Regions from separate parts of the Gossypium arboreum genome. Here regions 1 and 3 are each linked to region 2. Evidence: chromatin contacts called from public Hi-C data. All regions are on one chromosome and are shown on one strand. The core of a region is the stretch at or near the end of the contact, and the rest is flanking DNA. Distances in the headings are between cores, read along the strand shown. Region 1 holds the start of LOC108457795 (ras-related protein RABE1c-like). Region 2 holds the start of LOC108460728 (pentatricopeptide repeat-containing protein At3g53700, chloroplastic). Region 3 holds the start of LOC108458222 (organelle RRM domain-containing protein 2, mitochondrial-like).

What was found. A called contact is a pair of places that touch in the nucleus more often than the background predicts.
Region 1: a contact with region 2 is called in a Hi-C map of leaf, with 1.8 times the contacts expected there. The contact joins the promoter of LOC108457795 here to the promoter of LOC108460728 in region 2. A contact is called at or near these places in 2 of 5 Hi-C or Micro-C datasets (both in leaf).
Region 3: a contact with region 2 is called in a Hi-C map of leaf, with 3 times the contacts expected there. The contact joins the promoter of LOC108458222 here to the promoter of LOC108460728 in region 2. A contact is called at or near these places in 2 of 5 Hi-C or Micro-C datasets (both in leaf).

Annotation. Positions count from the first base shown.
Region 1 is chr4:102,746,461-102,750,466 of ASM2569848v2, forward strand. LOC108457795 (ras-related protein RABE1c-like) reads right to left here and starts at 2,058. Exons shown (of 9, transcript XM_017756940.2): 1 at 1,580-2,058; 2 at 1,352-1,455; 3 at 341-413; 4 at 141-241. The coding sequence starts at 1,424.
Region 2 is chr4:103,076,428-103,080,754 of ASM2569848v2, forward strand. It overlaps LOC108460728 (pentatricopeptide repeat-containing protein At3g53700, chloroplastic), which reads left to right and starts at 2,554. Exons shown (of 1, transcript XM_017760339.2): 1 at 2,554-4,327. The coding sequence starts at 2,692. LOC108457996 (a long non-coding RNA gene) reads right to left here and starts at 83. Exons shown (of 3, transcript XR_001867219.2): 1 at 1-83.
Region 3 is chr4:102,818,194-102,822,148 of ASM2569848v2, forward strand. It overlaps LOC108458222 (organelle RRM domain-containing protein 2, mitochondrial-like), which reads right to left and starts at 1,769. Exons shown (of 3, transcript XM_017757535.2): 1 at 1,505-1,769; 2 at 10-78. The coding sequence starts at 1,619.

The sequences.
Region 1 (4,006 bases), core at 808-3,307, 330 kb before region 2:
TAAGCAGACATAAAATTTCACCACCGAGCGCAAAAGCCCATGACTTCCTAACAGACCAAGCATAAAGTCAATCATTATGTTATAATTCTGACCAGACATGTATTTCTAGTCAGTGACACTTTCAAAGCCCAAAAACTAACCGGTTGTAATTGTTCGAAACCGCTCTTGCCCAGCAGTATCCCAAATTTGCAGTTTGATCCTTTTTCCATCAAGCTCTATAGTCCTTATCTTAAAGTCAATTCTGCCAAAGTGAACACTACCTTTAAACAACATGTTCCTAGTAGAAACATAGTAATAAAAAAATGAAGACCACTTCAGTGCAATTACAAAAAAGAGCTACCCAATTGTCGTGATAAAACTAGTAGTAAATGAGCCATCTGAGAAACGCAAAAGGAGGCAACTCTTACCCACACCTGACAAGCACACAACAGCATAAGTAAATAGAATTCAAATTCAAAAGAAAGTGTGAATATCAAGAAAACCTCCTTTAAAATCACCACAATACCAACTATTAATCCCTAATTATAGACAATTATAACTATCTCTAGCAACTAATCAAGTGAATTAAAAAAGGTCAAATTATGTCATCAGTCCATGTACTTGAATGAAGTTTGAAATTTAGTCCTTGTACTTAAAAAGTTAAAAGTTAAATCATCTTACTTTTTTTATTTAAAAATCCTAATCCAATTGGTGACTACATTAGTAAATGTAAATTATTATTAAGTATACCTTATAGTATGCAAATGTTTACAGAAAATACTAAAGTTGTCAACAATTTGGCTTAAATTTTTAAATTTAAAAAGTTTAGGGGATTTAATTTCTAACTTACAATAACTAACTCTCAAAATTTGCCAAAGTATAGGGATTGATGATATGCTCGACCATTAAAAAACAGTTTCCTGTTGCAAATGAGCATGCTACGACTCAATGATACTCAAAATCAGTAGCACCGATAGAGAGAATATTCCCATGGCGATAAGCTATATCAAGACAGAATACATTATCAAATATAAGCTAAAAGACAATACCAAAAATACCATTAGCATATATTCACCATAAAAGGCAATATAAGAGACTTTTTCTTTTCAAATCAACATCGCTTAACGAAAAAAAAAATCGTATCAAAATCATCTGTAAAATAAAAATCAAGCTTAATCTAAGGCAAAGATCTTGAAATGCAAATGACAATCTCACATCTTGGTTTTCCATATTTAGGAAATAAAAATAAATAAATACTTAAAAATAACACAAACATTTCTCACAAAAATGTAGATTGAATAAGTAGATCCAATTTCAGAGCAAATACATTCGTATAACTATCAAGCGAGAAAATGAAAAAATAAATAGTTACCGCTGTCGCCGATTAAAAGGAGCTTGATGAGGTAGTCGTAATCAGCTCGAGCTCTTGCAGGTGGAGCAGCCATGGAAACAGAAGAAATTTATCGAAAACAAACCCTACAAAAAAGAAAAGAAAGGCAAGGGAAAGCTGAGACGTTAATAATCAACGAAAAAAAAGGTAAAAAATAAATAGAAATGAATGTTTTAAAATTGATTCAGTGAATTGAACGGAAAACAGTACCGGATCTGGTGAAAGGAGATGAGAGGAATGAGGAGGGAAGCGCCTCTGGTACGTCAGCACCGGTCGGCCATTGAAGAAAACCTTTCTTTTAGAGAAAGAGAGAAAAAGGAAAAGAAAAATTGAAAAGAAAGTATATTCAAGAAATAAGTTTTGGATTCGACTCCTAACCGTTGGATTAATATTGGGTGATGAGATATGGGTGGATCCAACGGACGGTTTTTTATTTTTTAATTCGTCAACGGACAGAAAATAGGTGATCGAAGATAACGACTAGGCTTCCTTAAAGCTGTTAGTTAAACGGCACCGATTAGTCGGAGATAGATGCGCTGGATTTTGGCATCTAACACCGAGGATGATGCAGCGACTCTAATTAATGTACCTACATTTTATTTAGGGCAAGGATTTTTCTTTCATCTACTTGATATTAAAAATCATTATTTCCATCTATAAATTCAACCCATATTTTATATGTTAAAAGAAACGGGTTTATGTATGGGGAGATATTTCTAATTATATATTTTAATTTTAGTTAATTAAATATATATTTGTGATTGTATGTATAATTGTTTTTTTTAAATGAATTGAGATTAAAATATATTAAATAAAACTAATCTAAGAAGAATCCATCTCAACCCAATTCTTAGTACTCACGCTAGATTTCGATTGGAATATAAACAATAGGCTAATGTTCCATTTATAATTTTAAAAGGTTAAGCATCATATTTTATATTTTCGACCAAAGCCTTTGCCTGCCTTATAGGAAGTCACCAACAGAAGCCAAATACATAAAAACTACTAATTAACTTGCTCTTATATTAAGAAAAAAAAAAAAAGTACTCATCCACTTAGATACATAATTTTATGTGCATATCTTTTAAAGATGGAATATTTTAGTAATAAGGCTTTTAATAATTTCTGCTAGTGCTTAAAAGGATATTTATTACACAGTGGTGAAGTCAAGGGTTAGCAGGACAGTAAAAAAATTCATTTAATTTTTTATAATTTTATAAAATTTTAAATTAATAATAATAAATTTATACTTTCAACTCTTTAAAAATATAAAAAATTAATTTAATTTTTAAAAATATAAAGATATAAACTATTAAATTAGTTTATAATTTATAAAATTTTAAATTAATAATAATAATTTTATACTTTGAACTCTTTAAAAATAATAAAAATTTAATTTAATCTTTTAAAAATTATAAAAATATAAATTATTAAAATAATAAAATTATATTTTTACAATCTGTAAGAATATATAATTTACTTTTGACTATCAAAAATTTGCTAATCTAAACCTGATTACACATGGTTTGAAGTTTGTAAATAAAATAAAATGTGGTGATAAATAAAAAGAATAATAATAATGTTGGTGGCAGGCTACCAGAAATATTATACCTGAACCGAGGATAGTGAAGAATATATGGTTAGTGGTGGGTATGGTAAATAAATATAATGGAAAGGAATATGAAATCAGTATGGGCATGAGGAAGTATATTATATGTAGAAAATCCAATCCACCGGTAGGGATGTTGAATAACCGAATCGGATTACCATGAATCATATTATTTAAAATGTAAAAAAAATTTAACTGTTAATTGAAACGAAAAAGATTTTAAATACATTAATTGAATTAAAATATTTCAATTAATTCTATTGGTTAATTAAAATTTATATATTTTTGTCTTTTAGTTAAAAAATATAAAAAATACATTGCTAATATTTATTTTCTTTTTTAATAGTTCAAAAATATATTATATATAATATATATTATTTATTTCAATTAATATAAAAATAATAGTTCAACAAATACATTGCTAATATAAAATATATATTATTTATTATTTATTTCGGTTAATATCTTATTGAACCGAATTAACCGATAATCGAAATTTTAAAAAATCATTAATCGACTGAATTAAATTCGACCACTAACCGATTAACCGAATTAGATCAACTTGATCAATAATTCTATTTTAACCGAACTATAAACACTCCTACGACGGACCATATATTTTAGTTTGCATGGGAAAAATTGACTCTCTAAATTAATTTTGTTTTTGCAAGTTAAACATGCAATTCATTTGATTAAAAGATGTTGAACTATATGGTGGTCTAGAGAGCAGTTCAAAAACATCAACTAAGCGTTACAATTAGTTGACAAGGGGAAGATGATGGTAGAGTTGGACGATTTACGTGGTTTATATAAAGTGGAGGGTCATCATAAACAGTGTTTTAAGCGAAGATATAAAATTATTTGAAATAAATATAAATTCTTAAAAAACTAAAAATAAAAAGGTATAATAACTTTACAAAAAAAATCATTTTAACCCTCCGTTTAATTTTTCTCTTTTTTAGCCACTAAATTTGCAGTTAAATCACCCCAAAAGAGATGAAAAAATTAACATTTTTTACTTTATTGAC
Region 2 (4,327 bases), core at 1,304-3,803:
TTAAGGAGCTCTTCATGAAACTAAAACTGACAACAAAAAAGAGGTTTTTGGAAAGTGGAGTGGGTGACAATTCATTTCTTTGACTGGATAGGGTTTTTAGGGTTTTTTTATAAAATTAATCTAAAAATTTTAATTAATTATATAAATGATTCATTTTTTTATTAAACACATAAATGACCTAAAATTTACAGTGAAAATTAGTGGAGTCAAAGAGTTTGGCACTACCAACATGTCATGTCAGCAACTGGGATAAAAAAATTAATTTTTAGTGGAGTATGTAGAATGACACCAATTATATAAATATTAGGAAATACTATAATTTCTGAAAAATGAGGGGACTTTAATAAAAATTTTCTATTTTCTGGTGGAACCAAATAAATTGACACCACCAATTTCTAATGTGATTTTTTAAGTTTTCTAAAATTTTAAATATATTAAAAATGTTAAGTATAATTAATTTTAAAAGTTTAATATATTTAAAATTTTAATATACTTAATATATATTTTAATAGGTAAAAAATTCTTAATATATTTAAAATTTTATAAAACTTAATAAAATTTAAATATATTAAAAATGTTAAGTATAACCAATTTTAATATTTTAATATTTTTAATATATTTTAAAAAATTAAATATATTAAAAATGTTTAAGTATAACCAATTTTAAAATTTTAATATATTCAATGTATTTTTAAAATATATTTTAAACTTTTAATATATTTAATATATTTTTAATAGGTAAAGAGAATTTTTTTAATATATTTAAAATTTAAAAAATTAAAAATGTAAATATATTAAAATTTTAAATATGTTAAAGAAAATGTTGAATATAATAAATTTTGAAATTTTAATATATTTAAATATATTATAATTTTAAAACATATTTAAAAATTTGAAGTAGAGGCAAATTTAATTTTTTTAAAATTTTTTTAATATATTTAAAATTTTAGAAAATTTAAAAAAAATTAGATTGGGAACTGGTGGCGCCAATTTATTTGGCTCCGCCAGAAAATACAATTTTTTTATTAAAGTCCCATCATTTTTTAGAAATTATAGTATTTCTCTAATATTTATACAGGTGGCACAATTCTACATAGTTCCACTAAAAAATTAATTTTTTTATCTCGGTTGCTGATGTGACATGTTAGTGGCGCCAAACTCTTTGGCTCCACCAACTTTCACTATAGATTTTAGGTCATTTATGTATTTAATCAAAAAAATAAGTCATTTGTATAATTAATTAAATTTTTAGGTTAATTTTATAAAAAAAAAGACGGTTTTTAGGTTTCCTTTAGTTTTATTGTTTCATTTTTCTACTATGTAGGCCTTTATCTACTAGGCCTTGTTTCTGTTTTGGATTTAATCGACATTTGTTGGACTTTCTCTTTTGTTCCAGGATTGTTTTAGTATTTCTATAAAATTCAGTCTGTTTATTCAAAAAAAATTATTTCAACTAAATTCAACCATTAACATCCCTACCAAAAACTAAAAACTAAGTTTAATTCTAATCTAATTCACCAAATTTTAGGTAGTATTTAGAAAATTATCTAGTAATTGAATTTGGGTGTAATTATTTGTAACTACACATGAATGGTATGTTATAGTAACCTTTGTAATTAGTGGATCTCATTAAATTTCAATTGCACTTTTCAATTCTTAGAGAGAGAATGAGAATAAGATTAATTACCTAGGTAATTATATCCAAATTCAATTATCCTATGACTTTCTAAATACTTATATATTTTTAACTTTAAGAAATTATTTTTTATACAAGTTTAAGTTATAAAATTATATTATAAGTATGAACATGTACAAATGTTTAGGATAGTTATGACAAAAAAATTCTAAAATTGTATTATAAATATTAAAAGTTTGTATTATAAAAATAATTTATGTTCATTTTATAAAATTATAATAAAAATATATTATTTAAATTCTAAAACATTTCTAAAATTATGACAGAAAAAAGTATATTGTAAAATATGTTATAAAAGTGTTATAAAAAGTGTTACAAAATATATATTTAAATGTTTATTTTTCTTATTATTTTTATTAGTAAGTGTATTATCGACTATTTTATTAGACTAATATAGTACATATGGTTATTTAATTTTATTTTTTAATCATTTAATGAAAAAATTATCGTATTGATAGTTTTTATAATAATTAATATTATTTTTAATATATATAATTGTATATTATAATTTGTACTACCAAACGTGAGGTAAAAAATTACGATGTAACTGTACTCTGTAAGAAATAGAATTCAGGTGAAACTGCAAGCAACATATCCAAATATAAACTTCTAAATAAGAATTATTAAATCTTACTTGCTAAAAAATATTAGGCATTCATAATCTTTTTATTTATTTATTTATTAAGCTGGGTTTTCAAATAAAACTAAAAGTTAAGTTGCCTTCTTTCTTTATCTTCCCCATAAGATGGGCCAAAACTTGCCATTGGCGGATTAATGCTGAGAGACTGAAATGGGTTTTCTTTTTATTGTTGGGCCAGACACTAAAATGCTAAACTCCGATAAAACGGCGTCGCTCTTGTTTCCTCTCTGTGTCTGTCTGTCTTTCCGGTTTTAAAGGATTACTTAGTCGCTCGTTGCTTTGCTGAATGCTAAGCTGAATCTCTCTCTTCCTTAGCACAAAACACATATAATTCAAGGGGGCAAAGATAACACACATGTCTTCCTCTACATGTTTCAGATGCTACCCTTGGTCTTACTCTCCTTCTTTCCCTTTCTTCCAAAAACCCACTTCACCTTTCTCCTCCATCTCCTTCTCATCTACTCAACCAAACCAAACCCAATTCCCTCTCTCCCACGACTTCACTCCAACTCAACTCCTCCACACCCTCCGCCGCCAAAACGACGAGTCCTCTGCTCTTCGCTTATTCGATTGGGCCTCTAAGCAACCCAATTTCATCCCCAACTTATCCATCTACGAGGAACTCCTCACCAAGCTTGGAAAACTCGGCTCCTTCGATTCCATAAAGCTTATTTTACAACAAGTGAAGCACTCCGGTTGTGAGCTTCGTACAGGTACTTTCTTAATTCTTATCGAAAGTTATGCCGAGTTCGGTTTGTACGATGAAATTCTCCATGTTGTTGAGCTGATGGAAGGTGAGTTCGGGTTAAAACCCAATACCCATTTTTATAATTTCTTGTTGAATGTTCTGGTTGATGGGAACAAGTTAAAGTTGGTAGAAATTGCTCATGATGGGATGGTTAGTAGAGGGATTAAGCCTGATGTTTCTACTTTCAACATATTGATTAAGGCTTTGTGTAATGCGCATCAAATTAGGCCGGCCATTTTGATGATGGAAGAAATGCCTAGTTATGGTTTAGCCCCTGATGAGAAAACGTTTACCACCATAATTCAGGGGTTTATTGATGAAGGTAATATGGATGGTGCTTTGAGGTTTAGGGGACAAATGGTGGAGGCTGGTTGTCCGATTACTAATGTGACCGTGAATGTTTTGGTACACGGGTTTTGTAAGGAAGGTAGGGTTGAGGAAGCCTTGGATTTTATACAAGAGATGTCGGAGAATGATGGGTTTTACCCCGATCAGTTCACCTTCAATATGTTGGTGAATGGTTTGTGTAAGGCAGGTTTTGTTAAACATGCTTTGGAAATCATGGATGTGATGCTTCGAGAAGGGTTTGATCCAGATGCATTCACATACAATTCTTTAATTTCGGGATTGTGTAAAATTGGTGAGATTGAGGAGGCAGTGGAGGTTTTAGACCAAATGGTTTCGAGGGATTGTTCGCCTAACACTGTTACTTATAATACTTTGATTAGCACCCTTTGTAAGGAGAACCAAATTGAAGAGGCCACTGAGCTTGCACGTCTACTTACAAGTAAGGGGATTTTACCTGATGTTTGCACATTTAATTCTTTGATACAAGGTCTGTGCCTGACGAGAAATCATACTCTCGCTTTGGAATTGTTTGAGGAGATGAAGAATAAAGGGTGCCAACCCGATGAGTTTACCTACAACATGTTGATTGATAGCTTTTGTTGTAGAGGGAAACTAGAGGAAGCTTTAAGCCTGCTTAAAGAAATGGAGTCAAGTGGCTGTGCTCGGAATGTTATTACTTATAATACTTTGATTGATGGATTTTGCAAAAACAAGAGGATCCAAGAAGCAGAGGAAATCTTTGATGAGATGGAGCTTCAAGGGGTTTCAAGAAATTCCGTGACCTATAACACCCTCATCGATGGTCTCTGCAAAAACAGGAGGGTAGAAGAGGCGGCTCAGCTTATGGACCAAATGCTAATGGAAGGATTGAAGCCTGACAAGTTCACATACAATT
Region 3 (3,955 bases), core at 519-3,018, 260 kb before region 2:
AAATTAAACCATCAACAATCTGGCCAAACGGATTAAATGCCTCTTTAAACTGTCCATCTGTTGTTTCTCTTGAAAGACCTGTTCAATTGACCGGAAAAGGGGAGGGGGGTTATGATCAAAAAGTGTCAGCAGGCAATGATGAAAGAAACCATAAAAAAGATATTTAAGAACAAGAAAATAATGTCAAGTTCTCTTCTTTGTTTCACTCCAGATGAACACAACCACCTTAAGGAGAAGAAGGATAATTCTAGCTAAAATATCAATGCGCACCAATTGTTGGAGAACTGATATGTGAGATTCAATATGCCATTGAGCTATAAAATTAGCGTTTCATCCCTTTAATTACTACCATCCACACTAGACTCAATGCTCTCCGCATCCTAATTTTAACAATCTCAGATGTCAACAGGAGTTCTCAGAAACACTTCAGTAAATAGCAAAGAGGCTTTGAATCCGGAAATAAAATGAAGCACATGAGGGAACTCTAGTGGGCACCTAGTAGACCCTTTCCCTTATTTCTGGTTTGCTAAAGTAAATGCCAGCTCTAGTTATTTATACAGGGTTCAAAGACAATATCCTGGGTTAAATGGAAAGGTGAATATGAAAGGACAAAAGGAGCTTTACTTTCTGTTCATATACATTTACAAAATCTCACTTTCAATAACTTGCGTGGGAATACACATCTGACCCACATAATATCAGAGACAAACCCAATGTCAGAGCTTTCCTGCCACGAATGCTGCTTGTTCTTCATCTCACCCACATTTCTGACTCAGATGAACATGATATACATGAAAATTTCCCATTCAAATGCTACCATAACAGCAATAATAAAACATAAACAAAAAGTAATCCTGAATGTTATTTCAGTGCATGCTAGATTCTAACGTTGACTAAAGGCTGTTAACCAACAATTGCATTTCAAGGACTCCTCAGTTGCTAAAACCGCAAAAGATGATTCCGAAACCCTTGATTGGGAAGGTCCAAAGGCACAGTGTCATAATGCCACAACACCATAGATACTTCTATTTCAATCCTTTATTCATCTACCACTAAAGTAACTGCAATTATTCATACAAATGGCAAGGCACGTGCTAAATTATTAGTGGAAAGACTAAATAGGTAAAGAAAAAAAACCCCCAAACTTTTAGCTCATCTTCTATTAGAAATGGTAGTTTGTAATAATAATAGGGTTATGCCTGTAGACCTTGATTAGCCCCAATAGATGCATGCTTTATGTTTAATTCAATAGAAAAAGGGAAACATTCTCTAATTTTCGCTCCTCAGCATTCTCTTTGCATCTTACTAAGGCATTTATTTTGGATTACTAAATTACTTTTTCCCCTAATTTTACAAGAGGCTTTCCATTTTTCATGCAATTTTCTTTTACTTCTTCATTAACCCAATCAAAATCTCAATTTTTTAAATTTGAAATAAACAATAAGAAAATGAAAATGTCAACCAAGGAATCACCAATAAATGAACAAAGGAAATGAGAAAGTACCGCTAATGAAGAGCTTGGGGGAAGTGAGAGTCGAATTCAGACGAATCGAAGCGAACTGAGAAGAAAGAGTGGAAGGCACGGTGAAGACGCGGCGGAGCCTGGAAGCCAAAGCCATCGGAAAGGAGACGATAGAGCCGACGGCCGTTGAAAAAAATGGAGCCAAATTAGGTTAGGTTAGGGTTTTAAGGGTTTATATAGGAGGAGTTTAAAATGTTGAGAGGACTAAAACCCACGCATAGACGTGACGGTTTTCCAAGTTTGGAGTAATAATAAACTAATTTTATTTCTAACATTTTTATAACATAGGGAAATAAAATTCTTTAAGGATAAATATTCTTGCATTGACTAATAGCATAAATACTTTATAACTAATTTATACTTGTAATTTGATTAGTAAATAACAAATTTTCACTTTTTGTTTTGGTTAAAATGAATGATTATATATTTTAATATTAAAATAACAAAACAATTGGAAATTTCAAAATAAATAAAATTAAAAATAATTGCCCAACCAAATTTCACTAATATTTGAAGGACTTAAGTTCTTTTATATTAATTAGTTGAAATACGGATGTAATATAATGAATTACAATTGCAAAACAATAGAATATACATTAAATCTAATGTATTGTATAATTAATTGTGACTTAATAAATTAGATCCATCTGGAGTATTTGATTTTTCTTTTTTCTTTTTCAACTCAAACCAAGTAAACATAAGAAACCGGTCATTACCAATTTATATTAAATTGGTTCCATTCAGATTTCCATATTATTTTTGAATTTTGAAATTTTGGACTTTATTTAGATAAAATTATTTTTGGGTTTAAATTTTTAACTTTAATTAGATAAATTTTTTTTATGTTTCTTAGACTCTATTTGACAATTTTATTTTTTCAATTACACATAAAATCTCAATTAACATATTTATCTAAAAATAATTTATAAAATCTATAATTATAAATATTTATTAAAAATCTAATAAAACTTTAATTTAATTTCAATTTTCACTTAATATAATAAAATGTTAAGTTATTTATATTTCATAATTCTTAAGGTGTAATGACAACAAAAAAAAGCACCCAACTTGAAAATGTTAATAATGATAATAATTTTTTTAAAGTTTTAACAATAATAATAATAGGAAAAGAATACAATACATAATAAGTAAAAAAGGGATGAACACTTAAATTCTTAAAAGTTTTCACAAAAATAATAAATAAATAATGAATTCGTGAGAGATTGACACTGAAATTAGATTTAAGTTTTATTTTTATTTAATTATAAAATATATAAAAGGATAAAGAATTTAGAGACAATGATTTTTGTTTTGGGTTTTAAATAAGTTTAGATATTAGACTTATATGTAAAAAAATACTAAACCTTTTTTGAAATTTTGAATAATTTTATTTTTAAACTTTTCGTGTCTAATAAACTAAACCGAAATCAAACTGAAGTGATGTGATCTAATAACATCATTTAACTAAAACCAAACTGAACTATAAAAACTCGAACTAAACTAAATTACCGGTTTAACTGATTTCCCTATTCAAAATTTTTTTTTAGTCAGCCCTAAATTAAACGTTCAATTTCAATTGGCTAGATAGAAACGTGAACAAATGAAATATACAATTAATTGTATACACGATTAATATTATAATTCATTAAATCATTATATTAAGTTTTCACTTAAACGAATTGAAACAATTCAATCGATTATAATGAAATCATGTGTATTTAATTATGTGCGTAATCCAATAAATTATATAGTTATTAATTCAATTAAATTCAACTTTGCATAAATATAATAAATGAATTATATTAATTTTAAGAATTATAATTAATCGTACATTCAATGATCTAATTAAATTATTTATATACAAATGTAATAACATTACATGCATTTGTATTTACGTAATTATGGAAGTAATCGAATGAATTATACAGTTAATAATATCATCGTTATTTAGTTGAATCAAACTATGTATAAATGTAACCGAAGCAATTATACTATTAATCATAGAATCATAAATATAAAAATATAATTGAATAAATTATATAATTATTCGCACATTTAAGATCCAATCAAATCATTTATGTACAAGTGCAATAAAATTATGTGCATACACATTTTCCTAAATACTGAATATAATCGAATGACTCATACAATCATTAAATAGTTGAATCAATTTATGTATGAATTTAATGACATCATGATGTACAAATAATTTTAACTGCTAATGAAATTGAATGAATTATGACATTAATCTTATAATCATCAATCCAATTAAATTAATTATATATAAAAAAATCTTATGACTATCGATAAAATCAAATTGTATTTCAATCTAAATCTGAATTATTTTAGGTTTTGTTTTATTTCAATTTTAATATTTTTATATCAAAATTTGCTAACATCTAGCTCTGACTTGAGTTTTGACTCTCGAATATT